3 separate regions of the Mus musculus genome follow, and regions 2 and 3 are each linked to region 1. Evidence: chromatin contacts called from public Hi-C data. All regions are on one chromosome and are shown on one strand. The core of a region is the stretch at or near the end of the contact, and the rest is flanking DNA. Distances in the headings are between cores, read along the strand shown. Region 1 overlaps Pip4k2a (phosphatidylinositol-5-phosphate 4-kinase, type II, alpha). Region 2 overlaps Pip4k2a (phosphatidylinositol-5-phosphate 4-kinase, type II, alpha). Region 3 overlaps Pip4k2a (phosphatidylinositol-5-phosphate 4-kinase, type II, alpha).

The links. Hi-C and Micro-C count contacts between places; a contact is called where the count stands out from the background.
Region 2: a contact with region 1 is called in a Hi-C map of bone marrow-derived macrophages, with 31 read pairs. The contact joins two enhancer-like sites. A contact is called at or near these places in 2 of 15 datasets of contacts at CTCF or cohesin (large pre-B cells and pro-B cells), 14 of 484 Hi-C or Micro-C datasets (the C2C12 cell line, CD4 single positive thymocytes, DN2 thymocytes and 9 more), 1 of 115 datasets of contacts at active chromatin or transcription factors (microglia) and 1 of 9 other capture datasets (pancreatic islet).
Region 3: a Hi-C map of bone marrow-derived dendritic cells shows a contact between it and region 1, with 3 times the contacts expected there. The contact joins two enhancer-like sites. A contact is called at or near these places in 6 of 484 Hi-C or Micro-C datasets (the AML12 cell line, B cells, bone marrow-derived dendritic cells and 2 more), 2 of 115 datasets of contacts at active chromatin or transcription factors (the HPC-7 cell line and microglia) and 1 of 9 other capture datasets (adipose tissue).

The regions. Positions count from the first base shown.
Region 1 is chr2:18,973,023-18,977,565 of GRCm38.p6, forward strand. All of the region lies in intron 1 of Pip4k2a (phosphatidylinositol-5-phosphate 4-kinase, type II, alpha), which reads right to left. Among named protein-coding and RNA genes, the nearest start is that of Pip4k2a, 23 kb to the right of the region's middle. Within about 2 kb of position 2,414, at least 43 of the 459 cell types and tissues checked have an H3K27ac peak or open chromatin away from gene starts, as enhancers often do. A contact at or near this core is called in the HPC-7 cell line, bone marrow-derived dendritic cells and bone marrow-derived macrophages, where this site is marked.
Region 2 is chr2:18,870,749-18,875,291 of GRCm38.p6, forward strand. Pip4k2a (phosphatidylinositol-5-phosphate 4-kinase, type II, alpha) reads right to left here. Exons shown (of 10, transcript NM_008845.4): 5 at 1,536-1,682. Gm33534 (a long non-coding RNA gene) reads right to left here. Exons shown (of 2, transcript XR_374031.3): 1 at 4,102-4,543; 2 at 2,636-3,492. Among named protein-coding and RNA genes, the nearest start is that of Gm33534, 6.0 kb to the right of the region's middle. Within about 2 kb of position 2,188, at least 12 of the 459 cell types and tissues checked have an H3K27ac peak or open chromatin away from gene starts, as enhancers often do. A contact at or near this core is called in bone marrow-derived macrophages, where this site is marked.
Region 3 is chr2:18,896,243-18,900,785 of GRCm38.p6, forward strand. All of the region lies in intron 3 of Pip4k2a (phosphatidylinositol-5-phosphate 4-kinase, type II, alpha), which reads right to left. Among named protein-coding and RNA genes, the nearest start is that of Gm33534, 20 kb to the left of the region's middle. Within about 2 kb of position 1,824, at least 116 of the 459 cell types and tissues checked have an H3K27ac peak or open chromatin away from gene starts, as enhancers often do. A contact at or near this core is called in the HPC-7 cell line, bone marrow-derived dendritic cells and bone marrow-derived macrophages, where this site is marked.

The DNA.
Region 1 (4,543 bases), core at 1,164-3,663:
TGTACGGAGGCTAGAAGCATCCAGGCCTAGGCCTAGGATAGTTACAACAGAGAAGGAAGCACTCTGGGCTCAGCCCAAGCCATGTTTTCACACAGCTTGTGTGTGGCTCTCATCTCATCACTTCATCTGAGGGGAAAAAAAAGCAACATTTTGTATCTTCCTAAGGCTGATTCCAGATTCTACAAGTGCATATTGCTCTTAGATAGCTACTTCTCCGGAAATGAGGGTCTATCGATAAGAACACTATCCATTTCAGTCCTAGCTAGATGACACATTATGTCTCTGACAAGAAGGAAGAAAAAGGAAAAAAAAGAACCAGATAGGTGATATCAAGGACATTTGTTTGGATGCAAAGACACTGACTCAGCAAATGTGAAAAGGAAACTAGTCTGCAAGAAGTTAGACTCCAGCAGAGGACCACTAGTTAGCTGGACAGTTATCAGCCACACTACCCATAGAAGAATACAGCATACACATAAGCATGGTCCAGAGTAGGCATACAATCCAGCCCTGCTTCCACTGTTGAGTGCTGTCCCAAAATGTCTGTCCATGATCTCATCTACAGAAAAGGGATTGGGAGGGGGGGTGGTAAGTCCACAAGAACTGTCTTGTTCTAACATTTTAAGACGTTTGAAACAAATCTAGAAGCTGGTAAGATGCACATGTGCAGTCACTTCTTCATTCACACACTGGGTCTGAAAGTCTGCAAAGGAGTGTTTCAGGAAGAGGAATAAGCAACATATCAGATCAGGACTAAAACAATCTATCAGGTGCAAGAAGAAGCGACGGGAACACCCAGAACTCCTACTTCTAGATAATTTTACCCTAAAAGGTAAGAAATGAGTCAGTGAGATAGCTCAGTTGGTAAGGGTGCTACTGTCAGTCCTGGTGGCCTGAGCTCAATGTCTCAAGTCCCACATGGTGTAAAGAGGCAACTCCTGCATGTTGTGCTCTGACCCCATACATGCACGAAGGCACACATGCCTCCATCCATGCACATACTAAATAAATAACTGGTTCTCAACCTGGGGGCTGTGACCTTTTTGGTTCTATATCAGATAGCCTGCATATCAGATATGTATTTTACAATTCACAACAGTAACAAAATTACAGCTGAAATAGCAATAGAATTATTTTATGGTTGGGGGCCACCACAACATGAGGAGCTGTAAAGAACCACTAAAATATATAAATGTAATAAAAAACAGCAAGAAACTCAGCATTTATAATGTACCAGCAGCCTTGATTTAGGCTACCTGTCACAAAACTGGGCTATCTCTTTGATAAGAACCTGTAACAGTTTGACTGTAATGTTCTCCACAGGGCTTCTCCCTTTACACATTAGTGAGTCTCCTAATGTCATCCTTGTCTGGGTCCATGCTCAGGTAGCCACTTATACATCTCCTCTCAATTGGTGCATCTAAAAGTTCTACGGAAAACTTTCTAATATACACAACACACCATCGCAATGGTCTTTGCTTTGTATAAGTAGCCCGATCAATTGAGTATTCAATGGTGTCTCGTTTGGAAGATCCAAAAATGGAAATATATTATTTTAAAGTAGCATTTGATCATTCCAGCTACAGGAAAATTGATCCATCCAAAATAGTTCTCTAATATGAGAATTTTTGGAAGTCTTGTGGGAGGAAACAAGGTATACTCTTGTCTCTACCTCTTAAAAACAGAAAGGGCACAAGAGATTTAGACCCATAATTTTAGAGATTCTGCTTTTAAACAAATGAAAAAGTACCTAAGTCACTCACACTGAAAAGTCCCTGCTTCCCAAAGCCTGGAGGTTCTGTTTTATGCCAACATTTGTATTTTTAAGTGACAACAAAATAAAGTATAATTTTTTATTAGAATTGTCCAAGCTAAATATATACTATCATCTTTTACAGAGGACTTTTAATTTTGTTTTTATTTAATTTTAAACTATAAAAAAGTAAGAATCAGGGGGCTGGAGAAACAGTTCAGCTGGTTAGAACTCTGGCTGCTCTCTCAGAGGACCCAGGTTTGACTGCCAGAACCCACAAGTTACAGTTATCTGTAACTCCAATTCCAGAGGGTCATATGCCCTGTTCTGGCCTCTGCAGGCACCAGGCACATTCACGATACACAGAGACACATGCAGGCAAAATGCCCATACATATAAAATGAAAAGATTTTAATTAAATGAAATTAAAAATAAAAGAGAATCAATTGAGGCTCAACTTTTATGAAAAGAAGTTTTGCAAGGGCTCTATTTAAAGCCCTTCTTAGATTCTTGTAAGTAGCAGTGACAGTTACCAGGTTGTAGCAACACATCCTCACACTGGAAGCGTGGATCTCCATGGAGCTCTGGTCTATAAGCATGTACTTGTCTTTCTCACTGTTTCCCCTTCCCTGTCTGGCCACACCAAGCTTGGGGAAGGAGCTGCGGTATCAGATGACTACCTCATTAACATCAGATGATGTATCTAACACTGCAGGCACACACTGAATCAAACAGCCAAGGCTGACAGGACCACAGAGAGATGACAGCATCCAACCTCTGAAAGCAAACACACACACTCTAATTATGGACCCAAAGGGATGTCGTGTTAAATTTTCTGAACATTTTCATCTGAATCATACAAAGGTCAAGTGCAGGGCTGAGTGGTCAGGCTGGCTACAAACTCCTGCCATCAAATGCTCTGGCCCGAGTGCAACACACACCAACTGTAAATGCTGCTAACGTTCTTCTGGGGTTCAGGAACCATCTGCCTGGAAGATTATCCACCTCTGGCTGATACCTGCCCACCACTGTTCTCTCCAGCTAACTGCCAGGAAACAAAAAGAAAGAAAGACTGGAGGGGAGGGAGGGGAGGGGAGGGGAGGAGAGCAGGCTTTAAGACCCCCAGAGTCTCCAGGAGAACCCAAAAAGAACTGTGAGCAGCTTCCCTCCACTGTCAGCCTCAGGCCAGGTTGCTTTCCCGGAAGCAGAGCGCACACCTCCAGCCCTGACACTCCACAGCACACATATATGTTCCAGTTTTGTTGAGCTGGAGAAAATTCCTATGAACAGAGATCTTAGAGTCTATGAGTCAGCCTTGCATCCCTGTGAGAAAATATATGAATCCCTTGCATTCATATAAAATATATGAATTAATCAACTTCAAAATAAGGATTATTGGCTCCTGGTTACCTGGCTACTCTGGGCCTGTGGAGCCGATCCATCATGATGCATTATTTCTACCTAGCATCTGGTACAAGACCTGCTCCCTCCATGGGAGAAAGAGAAGAAACTAAAGAGGAAAGGCTAAGAGAGGAGGACCCAGGGCCACAAAATCTCCTTCTAGGGCAAGTACCACAGACCAAACTTCCTTTTATCAGGCACTTGCTCAATTCTTTACCACCACCCACACAGTGCTGCAGCTAGGAACACTAGGCTTTCAGAGGTCATTAGAAATAGAGAACTATAGCAAAAGTTATGCCATATATAAACAAAAGGCATCCTTTACTGGTATTCAACTTTGAAATATTCAAAGCAAGACACAGGGTGAAGAAGTTAACTCTAAAACGAAGACATCTTTTAGAATGTGGTAGGGTAGCACATGTCATGACCCTATAGTATGCCTACACTTTCACCATGTAATTCCCATGAAGGACACTGTGTCCTAGGGGGTCAGTCAACATAAGAGTAAATGTTACCCAGACAGCAGCAGCACTTACAACAGTAAAGGCTAGAGCCAATGGACAGAACATGAAACCGTCCTTAACATAAAACTATGCATTACAAATTAAAATCTGCAGGGGATATTAACACACAAGCTTGGAAGGCAGAGTCGAGCAGATCTCTGTGAACCAGCTTGGTCTACATAGCAAGTATTAGGCTAAAGGTTTGTATTTTTCTCAAAAGCAACAATAGTAACAACAACAAAAACAAAACAGTTAAAGTTTCATTGTGAAAAATGCACAGGAAGATAAGAAAATACAAAGACAATATAATGTCAGTGTCCTAAAAGCTGCCGGGGAGAAAGAGTGAGCCAGTGAACTGGTTGCTGTGGGACAGTTACGGTAACTATTCTTTACAGCGATGCTTATGTTCATCTTCTCGCTTCTTAGAAAGGACCTCGCATAGTGATAGCGAAATTTAAATTCTATTGAAACTATGTGAACACACCACTCAAAGACACATCAGAATATGCTTTGTAATACTCACTAACACATAACACATTAAGAAAATAACCCCCACTAGCTATAAACTTGATCAAATATTCACTCGGAATTTTTAACCATAAAGGAGAAGAACATGACAAAGGGACGCACTAGCTTCCCTTCATCTCTTTCTTTTCTTTCCATTTTAGAATGTCACTTAAGATTACTGCTCTCTTCCCGTGTTGGCTGAGTGTGGGGGGAAAGCACCTCGCTGGCTTATCAAAACCATTGCTGCAGAGACCTTTCTACACCAAAGCACTTGGACCTAACTCATAACTGAGTTCTGCTCCAAACGTACACTTGCAAGCTGGCCTGCAAGGGTGGATGCTGAAGGAGGCAGTGGATTACTAACTAGCACAGAGGGGCG
Region 2 (4,543 bases), core at 938-3,437, 100 kb before region 1:
AACTATAAATATCAATAGTTTAGTGTTTCTCATAAATTTCTTTCAAGCAAAGATTTATTCTTATTTATATGTAAGGGAATACAAGGGAGCCTATATATTTATATGTAAGGGTTTATGGGGGCGACCAGAAGAGGGTGTCAGACCCCCTGGAAGTGGGAGTTAAAGGTGGTTATGAGCCGCCAGATCCTGGGAACTAAATTCGTGTCCTCTGGAAGAGCAGCAAGTACTCTTAACTGCAGAGCCATCTCTCCAGCCCTGCTTCTATTTCTAATACTGTAGATATCTAGACATAACCAACAGAAGGCAAAGCTTTTTAGGGTGCTCTTTTGTGCATGTGAATGAATCCTAAGATTAAACAAAACAAAACAACCAACCAACCAACCAACCAACCAAACAAACAAACAAACAAAAAACCAAAATCCTTAGAACTGAGTACCACAGATCAGGGGAAGATGAACTTTTTCAGGGTCAGAGAGTAAATATCTTAGCCTCATGGTCCATACAGTATCTCTGGTCACTGCTCACGGTGCCCCGTACAGTGTGAGAGCATAGATAACACAGAAACCATGCACGTGATGACACAGCAACAGAACTTTATAAAGATGCAACCCCTCTTGGTCTTGGCATACATACACTGTCAGAGTTGGCTGTCTAAAAGTCAGGTCATGTCACTGAATTCAGAATTCTCCAGTGGTCTCATTTTAAATTGTTGGTATGTCTGATCTCAGGCTTTTCCCTTTGTCATTTCTCTTGAGATGGGACCAATGCCACCCTTCCAGATGCACCTTACCTAACATCCTAGCTGGAAATGTATGCCTTGGTAGGCCTGGTGGTACAGGCCTGTGGTCCCAGGCACTAGGCAAGCTGAGGCAAGGTGTTAACACTCAAGGTCTGTGTTGGCTTCTGGATGAGTTCAATGCTAGCCTGGGCTAACCTTGTCTCAAAATAAGAGGAAAACTGGCTGAGATTGTGGCTTAGTAGTAGAGTGCTTGTTTACTGTTAATAAAAACTAGTGTGACGTTCCCCCCGTTCATTTCCATCCACAGCGCTCATTATTTATCAATAATAATCAATAATAATGATAGTAATCATCCCTACTTAAAGATCTGTTCGGTTTTCTTTTATCATCGTATGTGTGTGTTTTATGCACGTGAAGTAGAGGACAGGAGGCCAACTTCTGGGAACCAATTCTTTCCTTCTAGCCTGGATTCTGAAGAGTGACCTTGGGCTATGAGGCTTAGGGGGCAAGTGCCCCCAGTTTACCTGCTGGGCCACCTTGCTGTCCCTGGTCTGTTTAACTCATAAACTATCCCCAGCACTTAGCTACTACATGGCATGTGGTACTACATGGCATGTGGCTGACATGCTTGTAATAACATGGGCTGCTTAATCCTACGTGCTGGCAACTGCCTGCTAGATTCAAGCTCTTGAAGCACCCTGACCATTTTGTTCACATGATAACATAAACAATATGGGCGAGTAGGCTTGTGCAAATGAACGTGAAACTTATTGAAAATTATCAAAGTCAACCTCACCTTTAAGTCGTATTTCCTATATACAGATAGCCGGTGGCTGAACACATTCCTTGTAACAATCACATATATTTCCACTCCATCGACATTAAGCCGGTACATTCCCAAGAACTGAGGAAGAAGTGTGACCCCATGACATTCCACTATATACTGTATAGGAGAGAGAGAAAGGAAAAGTAGCTGTCAAAACGTGGTGTATCGTTTATATAAAGTAGAAATGTCCAATTCTTGAGGTTTTATTTTCGGAAAACATTTAAGCTGCTTTATGCTGCTCACCTATCAGATCTGTGTTCTCTCTCTATATATAAATCTGAACATTTAATCTTACCACTAAAGATATTCTTTTCCTAGTAGCCCAACTAATCTGTAATGTCAAAATTGAACACAGTGGCTCAAGGCAAGAAAGGAAACCCCTTTGAAGTGAAGGACTGTCCACCTCTGTCCTCCTCCCCCTCCCCTGAGAATGATTCACCACTAGATCAAGACCTTTGAGGGTAGTGAGGCAGAGGGTGAAGAAGAGGATGCTGGGAGTCTGGTGCTGGAAGCTTGGGTGTTCTGCTTTCCATCTTGATTTCAGTGGGTATGAAGGGGCCCTGAGTTAACGACAAGTCAGCTTTCTTTGACTAGGTGCTAGGTGCCATCAAGTCCCAGGGTTGCAAAAACACAGCATGACTTGGGTCATACGCCAATGAGCCACAAGAGGGAGCTACTTCCTCTTGGAAGTAGCCATTGATAAACTACCACAGGGACCTTTAAAATGGGTGTGTGTGTGTGAGTGTGTGTGTGTGTCTAAATGAGCCTTTTGTGTGTGTGTGTCTAAATGAGCCCATGACACAGATTAAACCTCCAGCATAGTACCAACACCCCAAATCCAATGTTGTAAACACCCTACCCATTTGCCTGCACCAGATGCCTGGAAGGATGACTACCAATGTTTTAAGGGTTGTATTTTGGATTATTCTGGGGAGTGTGCCTGTGTGCATGTGCATGTGTATTGCATACATGTACCTCAGTGCTGAGGTTACAGGTACACGCTCCCATGCTTGGCTTTTTACATGGGCATCGGGGATTCAAACTTGATCTTTACAAAACAAGTCACAGAGTCATCTCTTTAACCCCTATTTTGAGTCTTTAAAAAGGGTTACACTGTTTGATTTAAACAACAACAACAACAACAACAACAACACTTTAACAAAAACATTCTAATTGGATTTTTTAGTGATAAACATTATTAGTAATCAACTCTAGGAATATTTAATTAGCGAAAGAAGAAAAAAGTTCTCAATCTTGCTCATTGGAGCTACACAGCATCTGTCACTGCAGCTGGTTTTAGTTCTGCAGTCCTGACAGATGTCCAAGATGCTTCAGATTTCCCCTGCCTTACAGGTAACAGCTGAGATGTATATTTGAGCTCAGTCTATTTTTTTTTTTCCCACGGAGTTTCTCCTCAGCTTGTTACTTGAAATCAGATGAGTGGAGCTTAATTTCAAACCAATAAATGGACTTGAGGTTTGCTAATGCACAACAGGTGGTTAATAGTTCTCGGTTGAAAAGGAAATTTCCCACAGCAATTGAAGGGATTAAAAAGTGTGTTGTTTGCCAGTAGTAGAAGGTGGATGAGCAGTCTTAGTTTCATCTTCCAGAAACTGAGTACCCAAACAGCTGTGAGGATGGCAAGTTAGAGGATGTCAAAAGACCCCACACCAGTCTGTACTGAACACTTATCAATGACGTGATGTTAGCTGTCACTCAAGACCTAGGTAGGAAACTGGAACATCACACCGATCTCTCCCTTGCTTGGAACGTCTAACAGTCAAGTCTGCTCTGCGGCTCACTCTACGGCAAGCATCATCTTGCATACCTGGATTTTTCCCTTGAGGCCGGTACTGGCTGATCAACTCCTCCACTCACATTCTTATCCTTGATAAAGCACATGACCTTTCAGCCAAAGGGTCCATCCCTAGTACCACAAACAACAAGGAATGCCAAGATGGAGATCTGTACACAGCCACAGACAGCCTGGCTCACCGTGGTACCACCCATAGTGACCAATGCTAAGGAGCAGTACTCGGGGAACTGACAAGCTTCAGTTTTGGAAATATGCCCACACAGGTTATACACTACAATTTCCTTGCCTCCAGAGTAGATAGTGGGGCACAAACAATCAACTCGGATGCATTTTGTTCACGAGTGTCAGCTGTACTTACTTTTCCCATGGGGCTCTTTGATGAACACAGATGAAATGAACTTCCAACTCCCGAGTGTATAAACAAACGAGCCCACAAATTATATCAAAGCCTGTCTTTTACCGTATCAGCGTTGCCAAACTGCATTTGATACTATTAGTCTAGAAAGACCTAAGGACCAGGAGTTCTGAAGGAGAGAACATTCTACCCACTGGCTGGAGTTCTGGATGGGGATCTGAGAGAGCGCCATAGCTGCGCAGTGCGGGTGCTGAAGCAAGGGCACTGCTGCCTGTTCTCAACTTGCCAGGTTCCTGTCTGGCTTCTTCCTCCATTGTGTGCCTACACATATGGCTCAGAGCCTCAACAAAAGTCATTCTTCTCACCTTCCCACTCCACACGATATGTAGGCACCTCATCTCCCCCATTCATTCTCTGCAGCCCAGAAGCTTATCATTCCAGCCAACAGTCATCTTTCCAGGTTTAGTCACATAGGATTCTCTACTCAGTCAAGTAGCATCTTTGCACACGATAAGCTCCGTGAAGAGACCCCGTTTCTATTTTGTTCATGATCAAATCCCAGCACGTGTGTCTAGCATGTCAAGAGCATTTGATGAATAAACACAATGAGCAAATTCAGAAAACAGAGGGCTGGAGAGATGGTTCACTGGTTAAGTGTGCTTGGTGCTCTTCCAGAGGACCCAAGCTAGATTCCCTGCACCCACATGGCATCTAACAGTTATCTGTGACTTCAGTTCCAGGGGTTCAGGCATTCTCTTTTGGCTTCTGTGGGTACCAGGCATGCACAGGGTGCAAAGACACACAAGC
Region 3 (4,543 bases), core at 574-3,073, 77 kb before region 1:
AGAAGGGACTCCACCCATGCAGCTTTGGGCAGCTGTCACCCACGGGATGGGACTTTCAGTGAAGCAGCTGTCTCAGGATAATCCATGCTCCTGAGGTAGCTCTAATAAACACAGTGTTTTACTGGGCTAGACTTGGGTCAGACTGGTTCTTCAGTTTGTTGTTGGAAAAAGAAAATATTCCCACCTCTCCCAGGAAAGCTGACACAGCAGGGCCACCCAAGGTCCTTCTGTGCTTACAGCACAGCATCTTCTCAAACTAAAGGCTACAGATGGGAGTCAGGGCAACACGGGGCAGGACAAAAGGGTCTGCAATAAAAACAACTCAGTACAAATCACAGCCCAACAGCAATGCCCCTACTCCCACCAGACCCATTTATTTGCAGAGAAACACAGCTGGACTGACCGGTCTCCGGCTTCCTTTTATAATTATTAATCAGGATAAATTGGTGTTGTTAATTCCCAGAGATTTGGGAAATGGCCAACGATTTCCTCTTAGTTTATGAAACAGAAAAACTAATGATAAATGTACACAAACTACAAAATATGCTATATTCATTGGCTATAGCTTTCCTTCTTTACATTTGGTAATTTCATATCATAAACTATCAGTCTTTAAAAGTTGTCCTAAGTAGATATAATGTTCTAACTTGTTCCAAGAAAAAAGCAGACAAAATCAATATTGATAAAAAGTCTCACATTAAGTATAAACTAATTTTAAACTCTGAATTTCTTTTCTAAAAATAAATGAATTTTATCTGTGTGTAATGTATATGCATGGATACATGTGAATGTGTGTGTGTACATGTATGTAAGACGGAAGTTGATGCCAGGTGTCTTGGTCTTTCACTGAACCTGAGGCTCACCAGTTTGGCTAGGCTGGCTGGCTAGCTATCCAAGCCCCCAGCACCCTCCTGCCTCTTCCTCTCCAGCATCTGGATTACTGAAGTATGTTGTTTTATGTGGCTGCCTGAAATCAAAACTCAGGTCTTCGTTCTTTCACGGTAAACACTACACCTACTGAGGCACATCTCCTGTGCCCCTAGACATTCTCTTACTTTTTAAGTAAACATACACTCACTTGTGCGCATATGTGTATGGCCCTGTGTGGTAACTGTTCTTGTCTATCATGTGGGTTTTGGAAATTAAACTTAGATCATCAGGATTGGCACCACGTGCCCTTATCCACAGAGCTGCCCTGCCAATTTCTAAACATTCCTTTTCGGTGGCTTTACTTAGAAACCACTCACAGACCATACCACTCACCTAAAGCGTCCAACTCAGAAGGTTTCGTGAGTTTGCAAAGCCGTGCAGCTACTGTCCTGTCCTTTTTACAGCATTTTTAGCAACCTGTCTACATTTCTGTTCCGATTCCCTTTCTCTGTCCCCTTCTGAGGGTTTCTTGTTGTGGTACATTTGCCTGATCTGGACATTTCACAGTTAAAAGGTGCTGCAGTTGGCCCACACATTTTTATCCAATGGCCCAGAAACACAGGTATCACTGCACGAGGCCATGGGCGGCACAGCTGTGAAAGCTACAGACCCCAGGCTGACCCAGGCTGAGGACGGAGACACAAGTGACCTCTGCTCATTCCAGTGCTGAGCTGTAACTGTGGGGGACAAGTCACAGGCAGCAGATGTTGCTTCTAAGGCTGACTCTGGCTTTCTGGGTAGCTGAGGGTAAAATGTCTATCTGGATGAAAGCTGCGGTTCTAAGACAAAGCTATGGTGATGGGCAGATAAAACGACGTCCCTTTTAAACCCAATCATACAAGTTGGTACTTAAGTTCCCTTTTCCATAGATATGTCTTGTGACATCTGATATCCTGTCTCAAGCCTCAGCAGCTGTGTTTGAGGCTCTGGTGTTCTGGCAGCCCTCGACAGGAAATAAAGCAAGCTAATGAGGGAAGTTCCCCTGCGATGGTCTTCCCGTATTTATAATTGGAAATTTACTGTCCTTCCGCTTTCAGAAAAGGATTAACAGTGCCCTCCTTCCCACCCTCCTCCTCTAATGGTGGGCACCGAGGGTGTTTACTTCCACAGTGGGAGGTCCAGGCTTAGTGGAGCCTCCAAAAGGGGAGAAATCATAAAGGTCAATTTAATTAGCTCATTCCAATCACCAGTCCTTTATAGTTCTCATAAAACATCCTGCTTTAGTAACTGTCACTTCCCCCAGCACCTTCGTTGAAAATACCAAGCATTTTTTCACACTTAACTCTCTTGACCTAATCTCCTATCTCCATATAGTTTTGCTATTTTGCTACTTGTAGCTTGCACATTCTGGCAAAAGTCACTTGTGAAGGGCCAGCGGGATGTCTCAGGGTGGAAAGGTGCTTGCAGCCAAGCCTGATGACCGAGTTGGATTCCTGAGAACCACATGATGGAAGAAAGAACTGAGGTTGTCTTCTGACACTTACACACTTATTGACACTGACATCTCACATTTGCACACTTGCCATTTGTGTACTGTGGCACCTCAGCCCACTCCTTATCATAATTCACACACACTATAAATAAATAAATAAATAAATAAATAAATGTAGGTTTTATTTTAAAAAAATCATATGCGGAACCTTTAAAAAACGTTAGTCAAAAGGAAGACTACTTGAAAAACAATCCGTTCTACCAAGCTCCAATGTGGGAAAGCACTTAGCTTCCTAGGAGGAGCTGTCAATATTATGCACAAGAAGCTGTATTTGTAACTCTTTAAGTCACTGTGACCAAAACAACTTAAGTAGGAAGGTGTTATTTGGGTTAGAGGTTTGGGAGTGCTTAGTACAGCTTGGACCCAGGGCTTGAGCAGGACATCATGGCAACAGAGAGTGGTGGAGGATATGACAGGCGGGAAACACAGAGTGAAGATGGAGCTTAGCTGAGAGACCTGGGAAAGTTTGTTGCCCCACCCCTATCCCATATCACAGATGAAACTGAGACCCACCACGGTGGGTGAACATGGGCATAGTGGCTGAAGACCCAGGGTTCATCTAGACTCTCATGAAGCGTTCTTTTCCCAGTGTGGGCACCTGTTTTACGAACCAGAAGCCTAGACACCTGTTGACAACTCAGGATTATGACTCCATGCCTCAGATCACAGAGTCAGAAGGAAAGAGCGATTATCCCTCAGAGAGTTGTATTCTGGGTTTCCCTTGGACATATGGGAGCAAGCACAGGTGGGCTTCTGATATCATGAGAATGTTAAAGACCAACAAGCTAACTTGACCATCACTGTGGAGTCATTAAAGGTGGACTGTGCTCAAAGCCTGGTGTTAAGTTCTTATTAAAGGAAGTGGGAGCAGTGACCCTAAACACAGAATGGCTTCCGTTTTACAGTACAGCAAAACATTTAATGCTTATCAATAATGAAACAACTATCAGAGAAAAAGACTACAATGAACGGTAACAGAGAACACGGTGCAGGGGCCTCACAGAACATTATGAGAACAGTGTTTTAAACTCTCTGGTGGACTTGATTTTGGAGCTCTAACACTAGATGCTCCGAGGCTCATGAAATGGAAACATTGTGTTTACCTTGCTTGCACACGGGGATGTACAGCAGGTTCCAGGCAGGAAACACAGGCCCAGCAGGAAAACAGTGCTTGAAGGAGGGGTAGAGACACTGTGATGGGGAGGGAGGAGAATCATCTTCTCAACTTTCAGAGAAGAGAGGAAAACATCCAAGAAACGGGATGCAGATTGGGGTGATGTGGAGTGCATCTTATGCTTCTTAAGGCTGAGCATCCGAGATGGAATGCCTGTGTGTTTTAGCCCAAGTGTCCACGAACAGGATGGAGTAACTACCCAGGGCCCCATGGGAATGCGGAACGTGGCTATCCAGGGAGAACAAACTGCAAGAGTGAGCTGGACAAACCCAAAAACTGTGGTGGTTTGAACAATCTTGGCGCATGGGAAGTGACACTATTAGGAGGTATGTTCTTGTTGGAGTAGGTGTGTCCTTGTTGGGGGAAGTGTGTTACTGTACAAGTGAACTTTGAGGTCCTATGCTTAAGCTCCACCCAGGGCAAAAGAGACCTTCCTGCTGACTACCTGTGGGAGACAGTCTCCTCATGGCTGATGATCAAGATATAGAACTCTCAACTTCAATAGCAAGATGTCAGCCTGGATGCTGACATGCTTCCTGCCATGATAATGGACTGAACCTCTGAACCTGCAAGCCCGCCTCAATTATATTTGCCTTTATAAGAGAGTTGCCTTGGCCTTGGCGTCTCTTCACAACAATAAAAGCCCAACTAAGATACCAGCAGCCCAGAGGGGAAGAGACAAGAGTTGAAACAGTGCACAGAGCAAGAACATACAGGTGGGGACACTCGGTATGACTGTCGAGAGACAGAATCCAGGAAGGCTCCCACAAGGGTTCCTATGGCCAAGCTTCCTGGAGCTGGGCCTCTCCCCCAGACTCCTACTGAGTGGCCAACAGTCTTGTGTGTACTTCATGATCTCCAAGCCACAGGTCAGAAACTCAACTTTATCTTCCCCTCTCTTCTTGCATTAAACTCCCAATTCCCTTCCATGACTCAAAATCCTGCTG